Linked DNA regions of Mus musculus: region 1 is linked to region 2. A link is a contact called in public HiChIP or PLAC-seq data. All regions are on one chromosome and are shown on one strand. The core of a region is the stretch at or near the end of the contact, and the rest is flanking DNA. Distances in the headings are between cores, read along the strand shown.

Region 1 (6,999 bases), core at 1,294-3,793, 330 kb after region 2:
CACTGGCTGCTCTTCCACAGGAGCGGGGTTCAGTTCCCAGCACCCACAGGGTGGCTCACAACTGTCTGTTAACTCCAGTTTCAGGGGGGTCTGGCACCCCCTACTGGCCTGCATGGTCATTGTGCACATGGAATACACAGTTATGCATGCAAAATAAGTAATTTGCAAAGTAAATAAAATATCGAAGTGGTGCACATCTTTAGTCCCAGCGCTTGGGAGGCAGAGGCAGGCAGATATCTATAAGTTTTAGGCCAGCCTGGTCTAGGTAGCTAGTGAGACCTTGTCTCAATAAACCAAAAATTAAAAAATAATTAATTAATAAAATTAATTAGAAATTAAGAGTGGTGCCCACAGCCTCCAGCGACAGGTGGCTGCCTGAATCTCCCAAGGCTTAGAGAGTGGGCAGCAGAGGAGAAGTTGCATTTTCTGTGTTCAGGTCCACCTCGTCTGCCTGTCAATCTACGGGCTGAAGTGGTCCATCTGTCTCTAACACAAAGGACAGAGCAAGGCTGGCCCCAGGCCACAGAGGGCTGTGCAAACGGCCTGCTTTGAGCAACAGCTAATTTCTAAGCGTAATTATTAATTTCATGCTTATCGTATGCAAACCTCTGCTTCCCAGACGAGATGAAATTGATTTAATTAGAAATTCCACCATCAAGCCATTTGGATCTAAGCTTTTAATTAGGGTCTCCAACAGCACCCTGCTGCCCCCTACATCCCCCAGGATGCCAAAGAGGACTACTCCCTAGGAGGACATAGTCTACAGCTGCCAGTGTCCCATAGGTCAGGACAGCACCTGTCACCAGAACTCTTGCTGTACCCTGTCCCTCACAGCACAGCACAGCCTTGGGTAGGCCTCTCTTTTCTCTAAGCAACTGTCTTAGTTACTTCTCTATTGCTGTGATGAGCCACCATAACCAAGGCAACTTCTAGAAGAATTTAGTTGGGCCTTACAGTTCCAGAGGGTTAGAGTCCATGACGATCCTAGCCAGGAATGTGGCAGCAGGCACAAGGGCACACGGGCATGGCGCTGGAGCGGTGATGCAGACATCCCAGAGCATGAGGCAGAGAGAGCTAACTGCGAATGGCTGGCGTCGTCAGATGTTTGCTTGGTTTTGTTTTGTTTTTCAAGACAGGGTTTCTCTGTGTAGCCCTGGGTGTCCTGGAACTCACTCTGTAGACCAGGCTGGCCTCAGCCTCCCGAGTGCTATATTAAAGGTGTGTGCCACCTTGCCTGGTTCGTGGCTTGAGTTTTTGAAATCTCAAAGCCCACCTCCAGTAGAAAGCATCCTCCAAGAAGACCACACCTACGAGTGGGGCCAGAGTGATCAGAGCAGAGCAAGTGGGAGAAGGAAGGGACGGGGGGGGGGGGGTCACACCTCCTAATCCTTCTCAAACAGTTTTCAAGTATTCTCAAACCAAGTATTCAAATCCATGAGCCCTTGGGAAACCGTTCACATTCAAACCACCACAGCAACACACTGAGGGAATGACTGGGCAAGAGTCCACGCCATTGACACAACTTTAATCCTAGCACTTGGGAGGCAGAGAGAGGTGGGTTTCTGTGAGTCCAGCCTGGTCTACGTAGTGAGTTCCCGGAAAGCCTGGGCTACACAGAGACACCCTGTCTGGGATCTGGGTGCTCACATCGTGGGTATCAGGCCATATCTCCCTTGCAGCTCACAGCAAGGCAGTCCATCAGAATAATTAATTTGGAGTATTCTCACGTGCATGACCTCTGACCCCATCTCTTCCCACACCACCTTGGCCCCCAGCAGCTCCTGTCATGCCAGCCTCCCTCCATACCTTGGGTCCTGTGGGCACATCGTACCTCAGGACCTCGCAGTGGTCCTCCCTGCTGCAGGATATCCTCCGCACAGCAGTGCACATGATCTGCCCTATTCGCCCTCATTTACAGCATAGGCAGCCTGCCAGGGAGGCCTCACTCTGCCCGGTACCCAGCCAGGGCAGTAAATGGGCCACCTATGATAATACCCACAAAAGGGCAATACTGACTCCCCCACCTCCCATGATGCCTCTGGCCTGCAGGGCTCTGCCAGACCTTTGTTTCTCTGATCCCACGGTGACACTCTGTCTAACACTCCTGCCTCCACTCTGGCTGCTCAGCCTCCTATCAATACAGGAAACTTGCGCTTGGATTAATTTCCTGTTCTGAATTGTTTTCCTGGATGGAATCGGCAGCACCGCAACGGGCCCTGGGCAGATATGCCCCTGGAAGGCGCGTGCTCAGTCCCTGCTTGCCCTTTTAAGCGGTGCATATTTTCATAGGAACCCAGCACACACCCCTACTGTGAGGCTTGGGAGCTGGAGAAGAATGGGGTGTGGAGGATGGGGTGCGGAGGGAGGAGAGAGCCCAGCTTTCCTGGCATCGGCTGACAAAAGAGCCGCACCAGTGCGTTGGAGGAAGGGCTTGAAGACAGATAAGGCTGTTCGAGCTGGCGGGCGGGCGCCAGCCCTGGGCCGAGAGCAAACAAGATCCTCAAATCAGCACTTGCCCTACTTCATAAGCAAAATGTAGATCAATCAACTACACTCAGGGTAGCAGGTTTGCTCGCTGACTGTGCCCCTCGTCCGTGTCAATCTTAGGGGAGGTGGGTGGCGGCTGAGGCCTGGAGGGGAGGGCCGGAGCCAAGCTCGCACACCCAGGACCACAGACAGCCCTTGTGCTCGCTACAAGGAGAGCTAGAACCAAGCTCCCAGAGATGAGATGCAGGTAATAGAGCCTCAGTCTCTTTGTCTGCAAAGTGGGCATTGTGATGAGAATTGAGTCTTTGTCGAAGTCGTAGTGAGGCCATGGTGAGGGGCATCCAAGAGGATGGGTAGGAAGGAAGCTGGGGAAAGAGGCAGAGGACCTAGGTGCCTAAAGCCATTATCCTGTCCAGGGTGTGGATGGCCAAATGTGGGACCTCTCTGCTCTCTTGCTTCAATCCCCATAAACTAAAGAAAGAAGGCTTTGCCCAGGTTAGAGACATGGAAGGGCTTATCCAGGTCACCAGGTCATACTAGACCAGCCCAGGTGGCCTCAGGACCCCAGGGCCTGAGCTAGGAGCTAAACAGGAAAGATAACAGGAAAGCATGGAGGGGGGCCCGTACACATCAGGCCCGGCAGCCCTGTCAACAGGTGAGCAACGGAGGGTGTTCGTGGTGACTCATCTCAGCATTTGTGACACACTAAGAATCAACTCTGTGCTACACACACACACACACACACACACACACACACACACACAGACCATCTTGTCAGTCCTCACACACAACAGCACCACTGTTAACTCTCTTTTTCAGATGAGGAAACAGATCCAGAGTTCAAACAGCAAATTGTAAGGCAGGATTTGAACCCATGTCTGAGGGCTTTGCCTGAGTGTTCTCAACCCACAGCCCCCAGCCCCTCACCCACCCGGTGTCTGGGCCCAGGAGACAGTGTAAATAAGGGTCAGGATTGCTCTTGCTGCTTCCCCACCCCCACACCCCCACCTCCCACCCCACCCCGTGCCCTGCACCCCTGAGCAGTCAACTTTCCACCTGCACCTCCCGTTTAGTGAGAATTTAATGAGCTGCCTGGCTCTCATCAAGAACAGAGGGAGGGGGCTCTACAGCAAGCAGGATCTCATGAAAACCTGTCCCAAACCTGATGACCCTCCAGGAGCTTCAGGAGTTAGGGCAGGGCCAGGAGGATCTTCAATGCCCAAAGCGGTTATTATTATGCAGGTGCCCTAAGGTCCTCTTAGCTGCCGAGCACAAGTGGTGGGGGCGTGGCTAGCCTTCAAGGAAATGAGCCACTCTGCTGTCCACCACTGTTCCATCAGACTGTGTGTGTGTGTGTGTGTGTGTGTGTGTGTGTGTGTGTGTGATGGACTGCACCATATTAATATAAGATGATATAATGGGATGTTTTAACATCATTGAACACATGAGACGATAAAAGTCACACCATCAACACTCCCCGTGATTTATATCCACAGCCAGGCCACAGTCAGACTGGCCAGGCAGCCAGAATGAAGCCCCACTGGGGCTCTGGGGTTTATCTGGGAGAAGGGGCTGGGGGTGCAGCCAGAAGCAGAAAAAACTCACAACTGACAACTGGCACAGCCTCGGGGTTCCCAGGCTGGGTGCCCCGCTAGAGTCCCCAGCAGGCAGCTCTCCCCTAACTGGCCTCTATTGTGCTTGTCCTCACTGTGGCATCTCACTGTGTGGTCTCCTTCTGGGTCCTGTGCCTCCTCAGTTAGCACAGCCTCCCTTTCCTGCCTCAGCCCTGCACCCCAGGGTTCAGAGCACCACCACCACCCCCACCCCACCCCACCCCGCCCAGCCCCATGCCCTCACCTGCCTGTCTCTATGCTCACTCTCTGATTCTTGAAGGTCAGGATCTCACCCAGCTGACCACCTTTGGAGACACCAACAAGTGTCCAGAGCAGGAACAGCCTCAGAAGAGCCACTAAGTCCTTTCTGCATTCAGGCCAAAGAATCTTCAAGACCTTGAGTCTTCCTCGCTGTCTGAGCCTGGCTTATTATCTGGTGTTGCCAGCTTTCTTCTGGAAACATCCAGAACGCACACACACTCATACACACGCACACACACTCACCCCCTTGCACACATAAGCATTCCCACCCACAGCTGGAAGGACAAACAAAACCCTAAGCTAGCTCAGTCTCTCCTGACCTCTCCCCTGGTCTGACCTCTCCCTTCTCCTTGCTCCCTGGCTCTGGTCTGCACTTCCCGCATCCCAAGGCCTGGGTCCTGCTGTTCCCTCACCTCACGGACTCTCTTGAGACATCACACACCTCCCTCAGACCCTGAGGAGAACACACTGTCTGCCTCTGCCCACCTCCCATAGCCCAGGATGTAGACCACGGATATGAACGACTATGGACCAGTAAGGAGCTGTTGTCCACAGTTGCTGATTCTCCTACGCAGGTCCCATCAAGATTCTGTTGGAGGAAAGTTTATGCAGAGGTCCTCAAGATGGTTTAGGGGGCAAAGGTGCCTGCTGCGAAGAATGTCAGCCTAAGTGTAATCCCTGAGACCCACACAGTGGAGAGAAAGAACCCATCCCTGTGGGTGTTCTTCTGACCCCCACTCACAGAACTGGAGTCCTCTCCCTTGGCCTTCCTCACCCAGGCTCATTCAATAATCAGAACAGGCTGCTGCCAGCTCTCAAGGGGACAGGTGCTACCCACCCCTCCAAGGGGACAGGTACTCCCCACCCCTCCAAGGGGACAGGTGCTCCCCACCCCTCCAAGGGGACAGGTGCTCCCCATCCCTCCAAGGGGACAGGTTCTCCCCACCCCTCCAAGGGGACAGGTTCTCCCCACCCCTCCAAGGGGACAGGTGCTCTCTATCCCTCCAGGGTGCAGGATCATGTTTAATGTCACCCAGGTGGTGAGTGGCTGGGCCAACTCTACTTCTATTCTACGTGCCAGTAAAATCTGCCACCTCCATGGGGAACAAGATTGAGTCTCTGTCACCTCTGAACCCCAGGGACCCAGAGAGGGACAGCCTCCAAAGATTCTCAGCTTATAAATGCCAAGGAGGCTATTGCTGCTGCTGGACAGCAGGTGCCATAGGGAGTGGGCAGCCCCCGCTTTTTGCTGCCAGCCTCTTGCTGCAGAAACCTCCACACGTGCCACTCAACATTGCCACCACATTTCATGTGCCCACCATGGCCCAGACAATGGGACATGGTAGAGTATGGGACAGCCCTTCTCTAGTGCCGAGAAGGACTTAGTGACTGGTCTGCTGCCCACAAAGGGATTCACTCATTAAGACTCTAGGCAGCCCTTTCCCATGACACTGCTCTTCTCCACAATCATCCGGAGGTCACCACCCACATAAAACAACATTACTTCATCTCAGGCCTGCCTTAGAGATCTACCTGCTATGGCTGATGTGATTTCCCCTCGATAACTTGAGAACCCCAAGGCAAGACTCAGAGGCTCTGAGGCTCCCATTCAGCAGCTGCCACTGAAATCTGGGCCCCCAGGCACCAAATGTGTCCCTGACACACCGCCCCCCAAATTCATGAGGACCACCAGCGCATCTGAGTCTAATCCAAACCTCCCAGGAGTGGGCAGGAAGTGCCCACAGGCTCAGCATCCAGCCAGGCACCAACAGTCCTGCAGAAAGAGGAGCCTTTTCCACCTTGCGGGGGGGGGGGGGGGGGGGGGGGGAGGGGGGCCAAAATCTCCATACAATTCAAGTGCGTCTCCAAAGCCAGCTCAAGGAACAGAGCTGAGAGAGCAGGCAGGACAAGGTCTCCCGGGAGAGCAGACAGTGGGATCATCACAGGAGAGTGTGAGCTGAATACAGCACTCGGGCTGAGACAGGAGCATTACACATTTGAGGCCAGCCTGAGCTACATGGCCGGCTCCTCAAAAACAAGAGCCCTTATAGCATAGCGGTAAATGCCTGCTTTGCATGCACCGGGGCCCTGAGTTCATCCTCAGCATGGCAAAAGCTGGAAAAGCCAAGGCCCTGTCCGGTCCCTCTGCTCTTCTAGCACCTGTGGCCAATCTGAGGTTCCCATCCTGGTGTCAGACCCATCCATGTCCCTGGAAAGAATCTCTCACTTCAGACCCTCCTCAGCCATGGACTCCTCCAGCTTGTGCCTCTGACAGGGTTTTCCAAGCAGGTGGCTTACACATAAGCCAGCATGGAGCTGAGTCCCCCTTGCTTTCAGAAGTTCTAGATCTGACATGGACATGGTTGTGCTCTGTGCTCACGAGCATGGCACTCCCTGGCATTGGGAGCATGGCTCCGCACTAATGGGCATGCTACCTCCTGGCTCTGCTACCCCCTGGCCTTGCTACCCCTGGCTCTGCTACCCTGTATTCATCTCCCTCTCCAGTCTAACCAGTTCCTGCCTGTCTACAGCCCTGTGAACCAGGCCTGTATGTGTGACACAGAGCATGCTGGGGACATAGTGGCACCTGAGATACCACCCCCATACATTCAACAATACAAGAGTTCATACACACAGG
Region 2 (6,482 bases), core at 2,795-5,294:
GGATGTGACCCCACCTGGAACCTCCAGGGTCAGGGGTCTAGATTCATGCCCTGGTGTGTGAGGTCCTTGAGACCTCACAGTGCCTTCTAGAGTATGCTCTGCATCTTGGCCCCAGCTATGAAGGGACAGCCCTGCGCTGAACCAAAAACTTAATTAGATCTGAAGCTCCTTGGGGAAGAGCAACATCGTTACTGTATCAGCTCCTGCCCCCAAGGGACTCTGGGAAAGGTCAGCAGACAGTTATCAGAGGCTCCTAAGATCTCTCTAAGGTCCTCAGGCCCCTGGGGCTGTTTTGTCTCCAGGGGCTCTCACTCTCCCTAACTCTTCCCTGCGATCTGCTCAAAGCTGACTTCCAAGAGAAATTAGGCACACTTCCTCTCTGTAAACTATTCCAAGATCTGCGCCTGCATACTCTCCCCCTGAGACCTGCATGGTCTCAGTGAAGCAGGTATTTAATTAAACCGAGCAGGTACCAGAGATCTGCTCTGGAACACACACCATCCTCCCCAAGAAGGGACAGCCCTTTCTTTTGCAACAGCCTTTATCTGAATGTCTCAGTTTCTAGAAGCTAACCCCCACGTGGACTGGCTGGCCTTGGGCACAGTGTGGTGCATGCTGAGGGACAGTCACCCAGCTCCCTGTTCCCTGCTCAGTGGTCCTTACCTCTCCTTCAGTGAGCGAGCCAGCTGGGTGAGGGGGCAGGGGCTGCTCTCGCTGCCGGTTGTCTGCTGAAGTGTCTGCCAGAGAGCTACCGCTCTGGACTCTGGGGAGACCTGGAAAGGCTCCAGGTTCTCCTTCAGTGGGTTGGCAACCAGGCCAAGGTGGCCTCTGCTGTCTCTCCGGAGACGCACTGTGATGGTACCTGCAGGACACAGGAGGGAGGGGAGAACACACTGGGTCATGGGTCATAACTGTTGAGTTTGATGGCCCTAGGCAGTTTCCTTCTCTCCCTCGAAGCTCTCTCAAGGAAGAGTCAAGACTAGGGTGGCTCTGCCTGAACCCGAATATGTCCCCAGTGCCTACCCTGTAGCTAGGGGTGACCTAGGATTGTTTCTTCACCGCACCGCTCACACTTCCTACACTGTTCTAGAATTAGATTCCCAACTTCAAGGTTGCTCACGCCTTCCCCATCACACCAGGACCAACAATTCATCCACATACAACCTGGGATCCCTTAGAGCTGGTCCTCTATGAAGGTGCCTTCCCACTTCCCCGCCTCCAGGGGGCGCCAATGAAGAGAAGCCTGGCCCATCCCTTTTCCATTCCCCTCTGCCTGCTCAGCCATCTCTATCCTCTCATCTGTCTTCATCCAGCCAGCTTCTTCTAGAAAGCCCTCCTGAGGCAGCTGCAGGATTCAAGGTTCTGCCCTACTTCAGACAGTCTTCCCTTCTGCCTTTCCCATCGGTACCCAGCCGTCATCGCTGGCTGAAGATAATAGCATGTGGGATTTGGGATATGTGTCGTTCTTAGGGGAAATTCTAGATCAGTGGTTCTCAACCTGTGGGTCATGACCCTTGGGGGTCACAAATCAGATATCCTGCATATCAGATATTTATATTACGATCCATAACAGTAGCAAAATTACAGTTATGAAGAAGCAACCAAAAGGTTTATGGGTGGGGGGGGGGGTCACCACAGCATGAGGAGCTGTATTTAAGGGTCTCAGCATTAGGGAGCTTGACACCACTGCCCTAGAATCTTCAAGGTTTCCCTAACACGGGGTGCCTTTAACCTCCACAGCTGGTAATCAAAGCAGGAATGTCACGGGCTGTGTAGGCAAGGACCTCCCCTGAGCTCATCTGAAATGCTTTGCAGTCTCCTCGGATACTTTGGTGGGACACAAAACTATGGATGAGGGGCAGTTAGCATTGCACAGTCACCTTGTGGAGTCCTTGTCACAACGGAGAAGCCCCGGCCTCCCTCTGTGGTTCCTGGCCTTGTCCTAGTCCCACATCACAGACAGCCTTCCGTTCTTTGAGAACAGGGCATCTGGTTGTCCTGTCCTCCTTCCTTCCTTCCTTCCTTCCTCCCTTCCTTCCTTCCTTCCTTCCTTCCTTCCTTCCTTCCTTCCTAGTTTCACCCTCTTCTCAGCTTGTCTGCCTGCCTGGTGCTGAGGAGCTGACCCCATCCAGTGCCCCATGCCTTCCTGTGCTTTCTCTACTTTCCAGTGGCTCTGGCAGTGGGGCTCTTGTGGAGGTGAGGGGTCAGGAAAGGAAGGTACTCAGCGTCTGTGTCCCTGCCCTGTGTCCCTGTCGGTAGGTCAGGTGCTGCAACGTTCCACTGGAGTCTCTTCTCCCTCCCTCCCGCCCTGCATGCTTGAAGTGGTTACAGTTTTCAGTGCACACTCGAGTCTGCATGGATTTCTGCAAAGAGCCCCTTACAAAAACTCTCTTGAACATGGTTTGTGTCCTACTGACAGAGATGGAGAGGAGGTAGGGTCACACGTTTTATGTGCTCTATACTTGTTTCTCCCCAGGCTCCTTGGTTACCTCCCCCCTATGAGTGGCTACTCCCCTGAGCAGACAGGGAAGCCTGCTGAATTATTTTCCTGAATCCCGGCCCAGTCCCTGGGGACTGTCAGTGTGGACCCCCACTCCTGGGGTGGCTCTCCAGAGTCCACTATACCCAGCCCAGTGGAATCCCTAGGCAAGTTCTGTCATCTCAGATTCCTAGTGGCCTCATTCTGCAGCGGGGAGGGACATTCAGTTCTCTCAGACTCTTGAAACATCTGCTTCTCCTCCACCCCTCCCAGGTCTCCATGTCCTGAAGACACAGAGTAGTAAATAATGCTGTTGATATTTGTGCTTATCTGACACCAGCATCATCCTGAACCACTCCTGTCAAGCTCCCTCATTCTGTGCCTGGGGGTGGCCAGATAGGGACATTTCTTTATCTCTCCTACACTATGTGGCCCAGGACTGGCACTTTCCCCTTGTGGTTTTGAAATTACAGCACATCCATAAGTTGATGCAGAGGGCTGGGGGTCGGGGTGGGGGTGGAGTCTGAGCCAAGGTCACATGACCAGTGTGCCACAGAGCCACCTAACACGTGCCTGCTAAGGAAAGGGCATGTTATAACACATTTCCCAAGATTCCATGGAAAGTCTGACACAATTGGGTTCTGTTTACCCACAAGTGCATATGGGACACTCCTGCTGTGTTCCCAGAAATACTGGTTCTGGCTGGTCTGTTCTGTGGAGGGGACAGAGAAGTCATGAGTCGAGCCCTGCATGGCCTCTGCGTTTCTAGCTTGGAGTCCTCGGGCAGGAGGTGTTTGTTAAGGGAGGAGACCTTTCTAGCTCTCAACGTGAGTCCTCTATGACAAAGGGAGAGCCCTAGCCGCCCCCGTGCCTGTCCTGGAGTGAGTCTGTGCCCTTCCAGCTGCCTAGTGGGTCCAGGAAGCTCCACTGGCTAAAAGCAATGTCCTTTAGGGTCTCTTAGACTTCACATTCCCATCTGGCAGCCCATGGCCTTTTCTACTTGAGAGCCTACGGTGACACGGCTGCCAGAAAACACAGTTCTTGGCAGCTTGTGCCCAGGAGGCCTCCCCAGAGAGACAAGAAATGTGACCTTCCCCGCTGCTCCAGGCCCCACGCCTGTCTGAGCTCATCGGGTCGAGTGCCTGCGTAAAGGCCGGGGAGAGGGGGTGCAAATAACCCACAACTGATATAACCCAAAAGTCATTTCCATTTCTCATACAGCCAGAGCTTCCAGCTCAGCATTCCTGCAGCTCTCTCTCTGTTTCTGATGGGCTCATCATCTTGTCCGGCTGTCTTCTAGCTCCTGTGACCTCCTTCTCTCCTCTCTCACCCAGCCGGGGCTCAGCACAGCTCTCCCCTGGAGCCGGCCCATTGAGATCTCCCTTGTAAACTGTGCTGAGCTGCCTGCCCTCACCCACGAGAAGGCAGACTCTCCGGTGCTTGGGTTGCGCTATACAGTCAGGAGGCTTCGTGTCTGTGGGTCTGAGACCTGGAGACCTGGGATCTGTTGCTGAGGCCCTACTGGGAGCCTTGGGGCTTGCCATAGCCCGTCCCATGCATCTCAGCCCGAGAGCGTGCCAGCTGGGCAGACAGAGTGCTTACTGCCACGATTGGCATGCCCGGAGCATCTCAGCAATTTCGGTTTGACCAAACAGCTTCCCGAGCCTTGGCAGAAATTGTATCATGTGCTTATTTTAAGCTTATGAGAACATTCACCGCCGCCATCTGTAATATGAATCTGGCCAAACCCTCTACCAACTGAGCCCGGGTGCCTGTGCTCATTCACCCAAGGCTGACTGAGAGGCAAGGAACTCAGCCTCAAGAGGGCCATACTAGGAGTCCAGCTAAGGTCTAGAGCAAGCTGCAGGGACACAGCACTTTCCTTCAGAATGCCATCCTAGCCCAAATTCTCCCTGATGTCTTTGTCGGGGAAGGCACTGTGATGGGCTCCGTGGCACGCAGTAGCCATTTTAGAAATGGCTCCACCTCTCTGCGAAAGCTATTTCTATGCGGAAGCAGAAGGTTATCTAACTGGCTGGCATGATGTTTTGCCTAAGTACTTCTGAGAGAGTCCATCTCCTCCCTCCTGGGGCTAGATGGACCCTGAAATGGACACGCCAGGTATCTCAGTGGAGTGGGTGAATAGAGCCAAGAACCCACAGAGCTAGACATCAGGGCTTCACACCCCAGGCCCACCTCTCTCGGCTGTGTAGCCCCAGGCAAGCTGGCTTTCTTTATCTGCGTCTCTGGGGTTATGAAAGTGCTGGCTTCTGAGAGGAGTTATGAGGTTTATGTAAACTGGGGCCTCTTGCAATGGCCCAGAGCAAGTACCAGGGACAGGCCACTACAGCTTCTTACTGATTAAAACCAGCCACCTCCGTTACTGGTCCCCGGCTCTACTGCGAGTATCTAAGAGTGACTGGGGGAGCCCTGCTGGACTCTGAGCCTATAGGGTCTCCTCACATTGCCTGGATCACGCTCCAGGCTCTGCTTCATCAAAGCCTGGCTTTGGGGTGCCACCAAGCCCTCTCAGGCTAGCTGGTACTCATCCATTATCCTAGGGAGTCAGGAGGTTCCTGGCTCCAGCCATTCCCCACTGTGTTTAGAAACACCATTTGTAAGACATCCTAAAGGCAAGGCTGACCTAGACCCTGTGGCATGTCCACTTAGCTACAACCTTCGGCCAAAGGTACCAGCGGCATCCCTCAGCGCAGGAGAGTCTGACCTACGACTTCCCTGCTTCTTGATGGTGGGAGCAAAATGTATCCAGGAGAAAACATCTTTTGATTTCTCAGTTTTGATCTTTTCCTGGACTGGTGATACAAGACACAGGCCTCTCAGGACACCAGGCAGGGGCTGCCACCCCCAGTTGATTCATGTGGTCACATGCTAAGCTGGGGCATGAGGTAGACTCTGTCTGTTAAGTGCATTTTTTTTTAATTTATGATATTTTTAACTTACAATGTTTATTTGTGGCTGTAAGCCTTTTTTTTTTTTTCTAAGAAGGGAGCGTCTCTAATTGGAGTTAGCAGAGCCCAAAGAGGCATCCCCAGGAACCAGAGGTCTGTCTGGGCAGGTGTCCAGTGCCCGAGGGTGCCCTGTCATCCCCAGCAGACCGTAGGCCTGCATAGACAGGACATTGAGTCTGCATGAGTGAGGTGGGGGTCTCCTAAAGACCCAAGCAGCCTCTCCCCTTTGCCCAGGGCAGATCCCCACAGTTTTTTTTAGCTCCAGAGCTGCGCCAAGCAAGCGTGAATTGCTGCAGGCAGCAGCCCGCCTCACGCGAGGACCTGCCACCCTTTGCTATGCTGAGTTCAGTTACAGAAGGACAGACATTAATTCCAGTGAATTGTCTGAGAAGATAAACAATGACCAGCCAGACAGCACTGGCCTGTGACCTCGGAAGACCGTGGGGAAAGGCTGGGGCATGTAAGAGTGGGGCCCCACAGACGGCCAACTCTCCTACCTCCCAGGACGTCACAGAGGCCCAGTGTGAAACAATACTCAGAAGTCACATCCAGGCCCAGGGCGTGGTGGTGCCCAGCAGCCATCATTCTTGTCCATGGTCAGTGTTAAACCTGAACTTGACTCATGACCCTGGGTTCTGATTGACAGGTCCAGAATGGAGTCCAGGAGTCCTGGTGAAACTTCACACTCAGAAGCACCAGCTCAGACACATCTAGCCTCCCCAGCTGTCCTGCCGCTGACCACAGCCGGTTTCTTTATTTTTTGACCCTTGAATTTGCTACGTAGCCAAGGGCAACCTTGAACGTCTGGTCCTCCTGTCTCTACTCCTGAGAAAGAGTATTCCAGGCATGAACTGGGGATGGAAACCAGGGCCTCACGCATGCTAGGCAGACGCTCTCCGGAGGACGGAGGCACATCCCTAGCTCCCCACAATGGTTTCTGATGGGCTTACTTGAGTGTCATAATTGCTGTCCCTGCAGACCCTTTGGCATAGGGCAGCAGCCTTCAGTCATGAAACACTAAGTTCTTTACGGAG

Evidence for each region. HiChIP or PLAC-seq counts read pairs in DNA pulled down with a chosen protein or histone mark.
Region 1: an H3K27ac HiChIP or PLAC-seq map of VIP interneurons shows a contact between it and region 2, with 8 times the contacts expected there. The contact joins two enhancer-like sites. A contact is called at or near these places in 10 of 39 promoter capture datasets (the C10 cell line, the SN4741 cell line, cranial neural crest and 5 more), 2 of 484 Hi-C or Micro-C datasets (bone marrow-derived macrophages and embryonic stem cells), 2 of 115 datasets of contacts at active chromatin or transcription factors (VIP interneurons and embryonic stem cells) and 3 of 9 other capture datasets (liver, macrophages and pancreatic islet).

The regions. Positions count from the first base shown.
Region 1 is chr17:27,478,273-27,485,271 of GRCm38.p6, forward strand. The region is part of intron 2 of Grm4 (glutamate receptor, metabotropic 4); the gene reads right to left. Among named protein-coding and RNA genes, the nearest start is that of Grm4, 32 kb to the right of the region's middle. Within about 2 kb of position 2,544, at least 46 of the 459 cell types and tissues checked have an H3K27ac peak or open chromatin away from gene starts, as enhancers often do. A contact at or near this core is called in VIP interneurons and hippocampal neurons, where this site is marked.
Region 2 is chr17:27,150,382-27,156,863 of GRCm38.p6, forward strand. Ip6k3 (inositol hexaphosphate kinase 3) reads right to left here. Exons shown (of 6, transcript NM_173027.2): 3 at 664-862. Among named protein-coding and RNA genes, the nearest start is that of Ip6k3, 14 kb to the right of the region's middle. Within about 2 kb of position 4,045, at least 98 of the 459 cell types and tissues checked have an H3K27ac peak or open chromatin away from gene starts, as enhancers often do. A contact at or near this core is called in VIP interneurons and hippocampal neurons, where this site is marked.